Regions from separate parts of the Triticum aestivum genome. Here region 2 is linked to region 1. A link is a contact called in public Hi-C data. All regions are on one chromosome and are shown on one strand. Each heading gives the region's core, a stretch centred on a gene start, on an enhancer-like site or on the middle of the called end of the contact. The rest is flanking DNA. Distances are from core to core; before and after follow the strand shown.

What was found. A called contact is a pair of places that touch in the nucleus more often than the background predicts.
Region 2: a Hi-C map of leaf shows a contact between it and region 1, with 3 times the contacts expected there. The contact joins the promoter of LOC123182914 here to the promoter of LOC123175101 in region 1. A contact is called at or near these places in 3 of 5 Hi-C or Micro-C datasets (all in leaf).

Annotation. Positions count from the first base shown.
Region 1 is chr1D:457,063,617-457,069,486 of IWGSC CS RefSeq v2.1, reverse strand. LOC123175101 (peptidyl-tRNA hydrolase, mitochondrial) reads left to right here and starts at 2,724. Exons shown (of 8, transcript XM_044590142.1): 1 at 2,724-3,009; 2 at 3,400-3,484; 3 at 4,090-4,157; 4 at 4,241-4,291; 5 at 4,369-4,442; 6 at 4,547-4,605; 7 at 4,688-4,764; 8 at 4,970-5,377. The coding sequence starts at 2,782. The coding sequence ends at 5,104.
Region 2 is chr1D:457,574,423-457,580,292 of IWGSC CS RefSeq v2.1, reverse strand. It overlaps LOC123182914 (AFG1-like ATPase), which reads left to right and starts at 3,304. Exons shown (of 16, transcript XM_044595587.1): 1 at 3,304-3,635; 2 at 3,773-3,879; 3 at 4,508-4,798; 4 at 4,884-4,963; 5 at 5,056-5,156; 6 at 5,244-5,369. The coding sequence starts at 4,561.

The sequences.
Region 1 (5,870 bases), core at 1,475-3,974:
TTTGGGGTACGTAGGTATATATAGGAGGAAGAAGTAGGTCGGTGGAGCCACGAGGGGCCCACGAGGGTGGAGGGCGCGCCCAGGGGGTAGGCGCGCACCCCCTGCCTCGTGGCCTCCTTGGTGATTTCTTGGCGTCCACTCCAAGTCCTCTGGATCACATTTGTTCCAAAAATCATGCTCCCAAAGGTTTCATTCCGTTTGGACTCCGTTTGATATTCCTTTTCTGCGAAACATTGAAATAGGCAAAAAAAACAGCAATTTGGGTTGGGCCTCTGGTTAATAGGTTAGTCCCAACAATAATATAAAAGTGTATAAATAAGCCCATTGAACATCCAAAACAGAATATATAATAGCATGGAACAACAGAAAATTATAGATACGTTGGAGACGTATCATACCACAGCCGGTGTGGGCAAGGAAATTAGGACCTGGAGGTGGTTTCGGTGATGGTGAGGGGATGTGTTAGAAGATGAGATCCTTGGGAGTGGCAGGGGCTTCCAGGAGAGGATGGCAATAAGGCCGGACTTGTCGCCGGGTTGGGGTCGCAGACCACCACCACCCATATCTCCCTCCACGCTTCTCCGTTTGCTGAAAGCAAAGCAACAGAGAGCAATTGGTTTTCATACGCAAAACCTGATATCTTAGAAAGCAACTTCTTTCAATGATGGAGAAGGTTGAAGAGGGAAGCAGAAACCCATTGGTATCTTTTACAGAACAAATAGGAAGGAAGATGAAGAGGATGGTGGAGAAGATGAATAGAGAGGTGGAAATCAATAGATGGGGATTAATTGAGACGTTAGGGCTGCAATAATCGTATGGATGGTGAAAATGTCCTGGACTAGGGGGTACTCGCCACATCGTCTCCCGACCAGGTGGATCGGGCCGAGGACCCCCATGGTGGTTCACTCATGGGCCACTTCGGGCAGCCCATGCCGTATACAAGGAGGTTTCCACAAGACTTGGCGCACAAGCCGAGGATTCTCCTAAAACCCTAGGCCTCCCCTGTGTTATATAAACCGAGGCCATGCTAGTTAATAGAGTATCTACTATTCATTAGAACAATCTCGTGGTAGATACATGTACTCTGCACCATCCCCCATATGAATACAATCAAAAGCAGGACGTAGGGTATTATCTCTTCGAGAGAGCCCGAACCTAGGTAAAATCATGTGTCCATGTTACCATCGCTCCAAGACGCCTAACTTAGGACCGCTACTACGAGATATATCGGATATAGAACCGACAGATGGGAAAAAGGCTCGCGTGGAGAGGGAAGAAAGAGGACAGCTAGCGATGCAATGGAAATTAACGAAGCGGCTCGGTAGGAAAAAAAATCTTTCGGTGGGAAAAAAGATGACATCAGCAAATGACATGGCATCATCATATCTTAGGAAAAATTGGTAGTGGAAGGTAGCTATTTATTAGCAATAGAGGATTAATGCTATGTGGTGTTTGGCTGCTATGTTGAATTGTAATCATAATGAACATGCACATCTCAGTATGCACATTAACACATTTACAATCTAAAAATGGTAATCAACCCAAAAATAATTGTGCATTTTTTAAATGATCAAGATCAAGAAGATCTATCTAGACACATCATCTTCACACATTCACACATTCAAATATGTAAAATGTAATCATCTAAAATGCAGATAGTAGTGGCGACAAGATCTTTGGCGGACAATTAAAGGTTGAAATTTGGGCTCGCCGAAAACCAAGATCTTTGAAGGTTCATAGCTTGTATTAATCATGGTACGGAAGATAAAAGACTAAGTTGCCATTACAAATGTAGGACCATAAAAATAAAATTTTGTATCGAACGAAGAGGCTTGAACTTGCATGTAGATATTGGTTTGAACTTGTGGCTTCTTTGTTGCCCTGCAAACATCATGGGAAGCATGTAAGCAAACTTACTATAGTAGTTATCCAATTTTAAGCTTCTAACCTTACATTACAAAGCAAAGTATAAGACCTTCTGGGTGCTCTGTTCTTGACTATTACTTTGGAAATCATCGGTTACTGCTAGAAATAAGGAGAAATACATGTGTATATCCAAACCATGTTGGTGTGTTGTTTGAGCGGTGTCAAAATTGTGCAAAGAGTAGTAACAGTACTCTGTCAAGCTTGAACCCAATGCTTCCCAGCAATGTCTTCGCGTATTTGAAAGAAAAGAGAAGAGCAACATAACACTTGACATAGCAAGAACATGTTAGTGACATGAATAAATACAGTTGTAAGACGTGCAGTTTGCTAAACCACTTGGGCTAAGTGTATAGATTTGAAGATCAACGTAACATTGAGGGGTTGTTTGGTTTCTAGCCACACTTTGCTACTTGTTAAGTTAGACAAGTTTTGTCAAGTTAGGTGTTTGTCTGGTTTTAGCCACACCTAAAGCAAAAAATAATTTGTGAAAAACAAACCCCGCATGTCATACACACAAAAAGTGTAGCAAGACTCCCCCGGGCAAGCCAAAGTGTGTCTAGCTATTTGAGCACCGAAGTTAAAGCAAGTGTGACAAACATAGTGTGATAAACTGTGGCAAAATCAGTCACAAACCAAACAAGCCCTGAGTTTTTTTCTTTTCTTTCAGTCAAACGGGCTGTAAGAGTTATATGACCTTCAGCCCAAAGGCCCAAATAGGTGGTGGAGCGGTCCACAAGTCCAGCCCAATACCCAATAGGCGGAGCGGTCAGCTTGTCAAAGGGGAATCCCGTGTACGATTGGGACCCGGGTCAACCAGGACCCGTCCGTTTTATAGGGGAAACCACAACGGCGGCGATGCGGCTACTCTCCGGCGTCCCCGCCTCCCGCCTCACCTCCCCGCGCATCTCCTTCGCCCGCTCGAGCCGTAGAAGCATGGGGGCGAACGGCCCCCCAAGCGGCACCGCCGCCTCGTCATCCTCTTCCTCGGCCACTGCCGGCGCCGGCGGCGGCGCGGCCCAGAAGCCGTGGCTGTTCGTCGGGCTCGGTAACCCCGGCAGGATGTACAAGGGGACTCGCCACAACGTAAGATTCCGGCGATCCAGCTATCTGGATCCCGCTTTGCTTATCTTGAAAGGAACTGTGCGTTTTCAGCTGGTAGCCCCTGTCGACTGTCGAAGTTAATCATGATGCAATTCATAAATCCTACTAGTAGTTGCTGCTAGAAATTACTACAGTTTTCTAAAGCCATTTTAACTATGTCTACAAACGTTGATGTTGCGTGGTTGGAAAGGCTAATTAGGCTTGATGCTAAGCTCTTCACCGGGGTAAAGGTGTTATCTTTTTGGTTGCTTGATACTACAAACTCTTGGCTTTCAGTTAACGGCGTGATTAATGTGATTAGTTGAACTATAGTCTGGATTACAGTATATCACTATTATATGCTGTTGGTAATCATTCTGTTGTTGCATACAGGTTGGGTTTGAGATGATTGATGCTATTGCAGAAGCTGAGGGGATATCTGTCAGCACTAAGCAATTCAAATCGATGGTTGGGAAAGGTAATTTCCACATAAAGCTTATTGATCTACAAAAAGTGCAGCTGTGCGTAGTTATACATCTGAGATATAATTTATAGCTGACCACTGCAACAAGCTAAATGTTGGCCTGCTCACATTATGTCTAGCTCCGTTTTTGAATTATGTTTTCCGGCTGCTTATTTTTACTTCGCTAGTTGTTCACATAAAAAGCAACCAAATAAGGCTTGTTGGTTAAGACTTGGTATTCATCATTCTGTCCCCCTGACGCACTTTCCTGTAAAAAAGCAAAATCAAATGTTCTTGCTGTTTCTATTGAGTATTATCCGACTCCAGGACGTTGTAGTAGTCTAATAGATGGGTGTGAACTGTTAACCCATCATTTGTAGTTGCACTCTGTTTTTGAGAAAAACGATTCCTTCATGACCTTTATGCACTATGCTTATATCTTTGGTTAATGTACTGTAAGAAGTATCTACATGGCAATCTTTGTGTAATCAAGAATTATGTCCTTAGAACGCAAGTTCTTAGTTTTTTTCCGCATGCTTGAATGTTTGTTCTCAGTGGACATGGATAAGTATTTATATTCCTGAAACGGCATTGTTGATCTTATTGCCTTGTATTTATAGGCCTTATTGGTGATGTCCCTGTAATGCTTGCCAAGCCGCAGACTTTTATGAATGCAAGTGGTGAGTCTGTAAGTACAGCAACTCTAATAATGCAGCTTCAGATCACTATTTTCAGCAGGCCCTGTTTACTGAATAGGACTGCCTTATGCAGGTCGGCCAGCTGGTTTCATATTTCAAGATACCACTTAATCAAGTCGTTCTGGTAAATATTGTCTGCTAGCTCACAATACATGTTTTGATGTTCCTAGTTGTTCACAAACTGTTGTTTGATTCTTTTAGATCTACGATGATCTAGACTTACCCTTTGCAAAACTACGTCTACTGCCAAAGGGGGGACATGGTGGGCACAATGGGTATTTATTTAACCTGTTCCCATCCTGCTTTGTTCCGTGGTTCTTTGTTATTTCTTCTTAATCGTTTGCCTTTGTTCTACCTTAACATATGATTAATATTTCAGGATGAGAAGTGTCATCCACCATCTGAAACAAAGCCGTGATTTCCCACGGCTAAGAGTTGGTATGTCAAACGATCGCTTCTTTAACGCCTTTGTCATTGAGGTGACGAATCTGAAAATGCAAATCGCCCAAATGTTGTGCAGGCATTGGACGGCCAACTGGAATGATGGGAGCCATCGGTTTTGTTCTACGTGCATTCAGCAAGGAAGAACAAGAAGTGGTACTTTTACCTGCATATTGCATTGTACATATTTTTGACAAAAATATACCAAACTGAACAATATGCGTGGAAATTTGCTTCTGCGCTGATCCTGTGCTTTTTTTTCTTGTAAGCAAGCACTCAGTGACTAGCTGAAGCACTATGTCGATGTGTACAAACAACCACAGCATCAACTAACTTCTGTCTCCACCCCAATCTTTTGCAGCTTGATTCCACGTTCCTGAGGGGCTTGCAAGCGGTGCGGATAATGTTGCTGGAAGGATTCAACAAGAGTGCGACCTTTGTGAACACTCCAGCTCCACAGCCACCTGAAAACGTTGAAGAGATGAAAATAACCTGACCGTAAACAACGCTGAGATGCACACTGTGAAGTGTAAATTAGTTTGTTCAGGTTAAGAGTCACTCAGGTAGCTGCAGAAACTAGAAAGCACAAAGGACCATTGTCCTTTGAGCATATGTATCCCGAGTTCCAGATTCATTTTGAGCATATGTATCCTGAATTCCAGATTCATTTGTAGAGGCGTCCAATGGAGCGCACACCAGAGCTTGTAACATTGCAGTTGTACGACATTTTCAGTCTCCAACGTGAAGCATTTATTTGTTCTAGTGCCTATATCAGCAGATTTTGTTCCAAGCAGATAACAAATTGAGTTTCTCTATATTTACATGGCTTGATTGCCGCCTTTTTGGCATTTTTAACGACTCTGTAATGAAACTTAAGGTGCATCTGTTGAGGCACAGGTTTATTGTACTTTCTAGAAACGTACTCCCTCCGTTTGGAATTATTTGTATGAATGTATCTAGATGTATTTTAGTTTAGATACATCCATTTTTGTGACAAGTAATTTCGAACGGAGGGAGTATGTGTATGTTTATCCAGTTGATTTCAAAACCTGGGATGTTTTGTCGATAAAAAATGAACATTGGGTTTCTGCATCTGATATTTCTAGGGCTCCTTTGGTTCAGAGGAAAACCATAGGAGTTTTAGAGGATTTGGATCATTGTAATTTCCCCACTATGACGTCGTTTGGTTCGTAAGATTGGAATCCTTAGGAACCTAAGGATTGGATTACGCCATGTTTCGGACGAAATTGGATTCCAATTCT
Region 2 (5,870 bases), core at 2,055-4,554, 510 kb before region 1:
AAATTTTAATTTTTCGATGCGGACGCGACGGCAATAGAGTGCCACACATACATACGAGTCGTTTTCCCGTTCAGTTCAGATTTGTGTGGGTATAATCAATGCGGAGGGGTGTTTTGGCACCCAGGAGCATACATATGCTCCTAGTTTTCAAAATGTGCTTTAAACGTATTTTGAAATGTCATAAAATTTTGAAAAAAATGTTTTGTGCGTACATCGACATTCTATGTACTTTTTTTTGTGGGAGACATTTTATGTATTCACAAAGTCGTTTCGCGAAAAATCGATAATTTTTGTCACATGTGAAGAAGACAAAATTCAGTATTAAAAAGGCTTTTCACGAGACATTTCTTTGTCTTTTTTCCATAAACCACAGAAAATGCCTGTTTTCCACGAAATTTGGCATGCGCACATAGAATATCGAGATGTACACATCAATTTTTTGTTCGGAATTTTTTGACATTTTAAAATGTTTTTGGATGATAGGACTATATGCTCCCATGTGCCAAAGTGAATTTCCGTAAAGATACAACCTACCCCTTTGCTGTTGTAGGTGTCCAAGGGCATCTCTACCCGACCGCATGATTCGGACGTTTGTGCTATTCAACACGAGTCTGTATCAATTCGCCAAGCGATCCGAACGCACATTCTCCCGCAAACCAGAGAAAAACTAGGGGGCTTTACAGGAGTCCGGACCGCTGCCACGCCCGCTCCTAACCGCCCTGACACACTCAAACCCCCTCCCTCGCCCGCGTGCGCTTCCCGCCCGAAAGTGTCAGCGCCAGTGCCACATTCATGCCCGGACAGAGCGGACAAGTCCTCTCACTGGCGCCGGCAATGAAGCGGCGCGCCGGCCGAGAGAGCGCCGCCCGCGCCATTTCCCGGTGCATGCGACTGCTCTGCGTTCAAATAACATCACGGTCGTCCGTTGCCAACGACATTAATGCCACGCGGTTGCCGAGGAACCTACTCCGGCGCCACCCGACCATCCGTTTGCAGCCCACCATTGTGATTCGCCCGTTATATAAACTACAGCCCCGACCGTAGCCGCATTCATCCTCCTCCGGTCCCTTTCTCCTTTCCGCACCACTCCTGCCATGGCCTCCTCGTGCTCCAAAACTCTGTGAGACGAACTGTCGCCGGAGCAGAAGGAGATGCCGACAGGCAACCGGAGGCCGACGACGTCACAATGGAGGACATGGCCGAGGACGAGCCATCGGCACCCTCCTCGTGGGCGCCACACTCGCCGGTGCATTGCACCATGACCATCAGTGAGGCGCAGGCCGATGCGGCCTACAACCTCCAGCTTCTCCAGGAGCACCAACAGGCGGAGGAGCAGCTTAACGCCGGTAGGGAGATCGCACCGGACGCGGACATGGCAAAGCAGGCGGCGTTGCTCGAGTCCTACTGCTCCAGATTCGCCTCGTCCGCTGGCGGTACTGCCAGCATAAGGCGGAACTGGAGGCGCCTACAAGGAGTTCAACGAGGCGACGGATGAAGAGGACATTGTTGGCTCCGCCGAGGCCGCGCCCCCCGCCACGACCACGAAGCCGACACGTCCGCGGACGCCGCTGACAATGAGGAAGAGTAGTGCATGGTAGGACACCGTCGCCCGTATCCCAGGAAGGCCACCACTCTTCCCCTCCGCCCGAAGCCAAGCTTGGCGGGCTAATAATCGGCGGCCGGTTAGTCGCTCACTCTGCGGGGGCGGAGATTGCGAAGGCAAAGCTGGAGAGCACCGACACGGAACTCGAAAAGGCAAAGACAAGTGCCGGAGCTTCAGTTCTCGGGGCTCATGGCCAGACATGGGGACGGACACCGACGGTCATTTAGATTAGTTTTAGAGCAGAAGTATGTCTGAAATTATACCTTCAGAGTCGTACGAACTCCGCTTTTAGTTGAAGTATATTTCCGAAATGTAACGACGAGATCCACCGTGTTTACATGATTTTTTTTCGGTTTATATGAAAATCCGGCCGTTTAGCGTCTTGGGCATCAATGCTCACAGACTGGTCTGAGAGCAACTCCAACGGGCCAATCAAAATGGACGGCGATTTCTTCCGCTTTTTGTCCGTTTGGGTCAGCCGCCTGCTCGGCGTCCGCTTTGTTTTAGATATGGGTCGGCAGCGCGCCTAACGTGTCGACCCATATGTGCCGGCGTGGCCGGCTGGCCGCCCTATTTCAACGAATAGCTCATTTTCGCATTAATTTTGCATTTAAACATATAGCCAAATAACATAGTTTGAACCGAATAAAATAGCATAGTTTTACAAGCCCAATAAAAATAAAAATGTCTCACATAGTTTTGCAAGTTGGATAAAGAAGACATATCTATTGGTTGCCAACATGAGCCCACATATGCTCAATCAAATCATTTTGCAGTTGCACGTGAGTTTTCCAATCACGCATGTCATGACGAAATTGGGCGAACTGTTCAAACGTTGCCGCTCCTGCATGCTCAGGCACAACATTGTCACCCTGAAACTGAAATCCTTGATCGTACAGACGTTCCGGGCGCTCGTCTTCTACGATCATGTTGTGCGTGATCACACAAGCAGTCATCATCTCCCACAGTTTCTGCGTGCTTTAGGTATTAGCAGGATACCGGACGATGCCCCATCGAGGTTGCAAAACACCAAAGGCACGCTCGACATCCTTCCTAGCACTCTCTTGCTCTTGGGCAAATCTTTTCCTCTTCTCTCCGACAGGGTTGGGGATTGTCTTCACAATAGGATCTGGCTGGGGCGGCGAGGCGGCTTCTTGGTCGCGGTCACAGCTGTGTCGGGGGGGGGGAGCGGGGGTTGGAAGCAATCGGCTCCCCGGCGGCAAGACGGCGGTGGCAGGCGACGTGGGAGTTGGCAGCGTTGCTGAGCGGATGTTGAGGCGCCGACAGCTGTCAGAGTCGCAGGAAAAAATGGGCCGCGGCGTCGGTGACGAAGGAGGCGGGCGAGGGTTGCTGTTGGATGAGGGGGAGGTCAATGTGCCACCGACCAGCGGGCCTGGGGGAGGAGAAGGCGAGCGCGTCTGTCTCGTGGCTCAAAAATAGGCCGGGATTGAGTCGCTCGCGGACGAAAAGCAGACGTGCGTCCGTTCGGGTCGGCGCGTTGGACCGACTTTTGTGTCCGCGCCGACCCAAACGGATGCCAGCGAATGAAATGGGTCGCCCCGTTGGAGTTGCTAGTATAGAGAGAAAAAAAATCCAAGATCGGGTTAATCTCGTCCGTGACGCAAGCGAAAGAAGAAGCCGAGTAGTGTGCCGCCGGCACACGTCCTGCCACGAGGAGGTGACGAGGACGAGTCCAACACGGTTGGGACGACTAATTCTATTCAATTCATTCATTCATTGTCCCAAGCAACAAAACACAACACGCGGCGGAGCACCAACTCAATTCCAGCTCACGTTTCTCATCCCGTTCCCGATCCCCTTTGCCTGTTTCTTTTCTCCTCGTCGCCGGAGACTTGGAGCCTCGCAGCCGCCCCACTTCCCATCCTCTTGCCCCCTCATCCCCAGGAGAGCCAGCCAGCCAGCCAGGAATAATCCTCTTCTCCGCGCGGCGACCCGACGCGGCGGCCAGGCGACGTCGCTGTCCACTCCGCCGGCGGGTTCCTGCCGCCTGATTCCGCCAGGCTTCGATTCGGTACTGCCTTCTCCTCCTCCTCTGCCGTCCGGCCTCGGTTCCTCCATTGGTTGCGCCTCCCTCTTTTAGCGCGTCTCTGTTGGTTATTGTCCTCACGCTTCTCTTCTCTTCTCCTACGATTGGATTGGATTGCCAAGGCCGTTCGCCGCCGCCGGAGGTCGGGGAGAGGCAGCTACCGACCAGCCGTCCACGCCGCGGGCGACGGGGTTCCCGCTCCCGTCAGGAACGCCGCCGAAAACATTGGGTAGGTGCCACAAATCCCTTTTCTTCTGCTGTTCCGCCCGCGGTGGCTCCCCTCCCCAAATGTTGGGGCTCCAGATTTTCTGGATTTCTAACTGCTCCCACCCTCATGGAGCTTCTTCTACCCTTCAGCTCCCTGCTCCAGGATTTTTTTATGATATATCTCGCTTTTAATTCCCTGATGACTCATGATTATTATCCCTCGCAAAAAAATTACCAATAATTCATCTTGCTGTAGTATTAATTTCCTACTGTGTAGTTGATTGATGCGAGTTTCCCTTGGACCCAAACGCAGCTGATTAGCAACGCCTAAAGCCTCTTTTTTATTCCTTGGAATCAATAGGCCATTGACACGACACTCTGAGAGCTCACGGCTTCTTTTTTATCCCTTGGATGGGCTTGGAAAGCGGCCTGCAGCAGTTGCATTATTCCACTTGATTACTGGCCACCCTTTCCGTCTCATTTTCGCGGTAGCCTTTCATGCTCCCAACCTATCAGTTTACTTTGAGATTTTCCCTGTATATTCCAGTCCCACATGGAGTTTGCATCTTCCACCACATGGCCCAGCACTGATTAGGAGAAGCTCCCTATTTGTTTTCTAATGGCTTCTTGTTCTGCTATGATTGTTACAGCTTCCATAACTTCGCCCGTTGATTGAGTTGGCCTAGAAAGTACATCGAGGAAGATGAGAGCAGCGGTAGCTCGCTCGCTACGCCAGCTTCGCCGTTTGGCGCGGCACCATGCAGAGGGGCGCGCACCAATAAACAGACTGACCAGGCAGCAGAACGTGCTCATCTTGCGTGGTTCCGCATCCCGTTCACTGTGCACCGTGCGCCATGATGATGAACATGGCAGATTTGTGAGTCCAGCTGTGGAGTCACTGAGGAACATGTTCTCCACTGCCGCGGCTGATTCGATTAAAGGTTTTATTTCTGTTACATTTTTTATGCACGAAAGCTTTCTTATTTTCTGCTGGAGGCATTTGAATCAACTTGATTACTTCCTCAGATGTTCCACGAGGTGGTCCCATGGTGGAATATGAGAAGAGAATTGCATCAGGAGATCTTGTAGATGGTGATAGCTTTCAGGTTGTTGAATTGGACCTGATCAATGTTTTTCTTGCATGATTACCTTGAGTGTTTTACTGACGATTCTTCTGAACTTTTACCTATTGACGCAGGTTGACACGATTCAGCAATTACAAAGGCTTTATGAGGATCTTGTAGAGAATGAAGAAGCCTGCCAGCTCGATAGATATCAGTCATCTGAGAAATCTGGAAGGTAAGCGTGATCTGAAAGCAGTGAATTCACATAGTAAGCAAGGGACTGATCAGAGTGATCCTAACCCTAGTGGTTTATGTTTGACAGGAGAAGGTGGCTATGGTCTCGCCTCATTGCTCAGCCTTCTACCCAATCACCAGTAAAGGGATTGTATCTATATGGAGGGGTCGGTACAGGGAAGACGATGCTTATGGACCTGTTCTATGAGCAACTGTAAGTGAATCAATTATAACATTTTTGGACTTATTTTGTGCTGCTTTAAGATAACAAAATCACGAACTTGAAAGTGCATTAGTACTGAACATGTCACCAGATATATTCATGGCGGTGTATCAGTTCAGAAGTACATTTAGTGCTCTTCTATTAGATTGATTTACCTGAATATGTTCATATAACAGTTCACATTCGTATGCAACTATACAGGCCAAAGTTATTCTATTCATTTTTCAATGTTCTTCACATTTTTTAAGACAAATGACTTGTGAATCCAATACACACAAGTAGTAACAGTAATTTTCTTTTCTTTCATGAATTTAGTCGTACATACTGAAGTCTTGATCTCTTCATAGACAGTCATAGTAATTTTGAGACATGCCTAGAAGCAGTTGACAAGCTGTTGGCTCCATTTACTGTCTAAGTTCAAACTTCCAAACTGTTAGGAACCAGTGGTGATCATTGTAGTTTTATTAATCAACAGAACCAATGGTGTCAAGT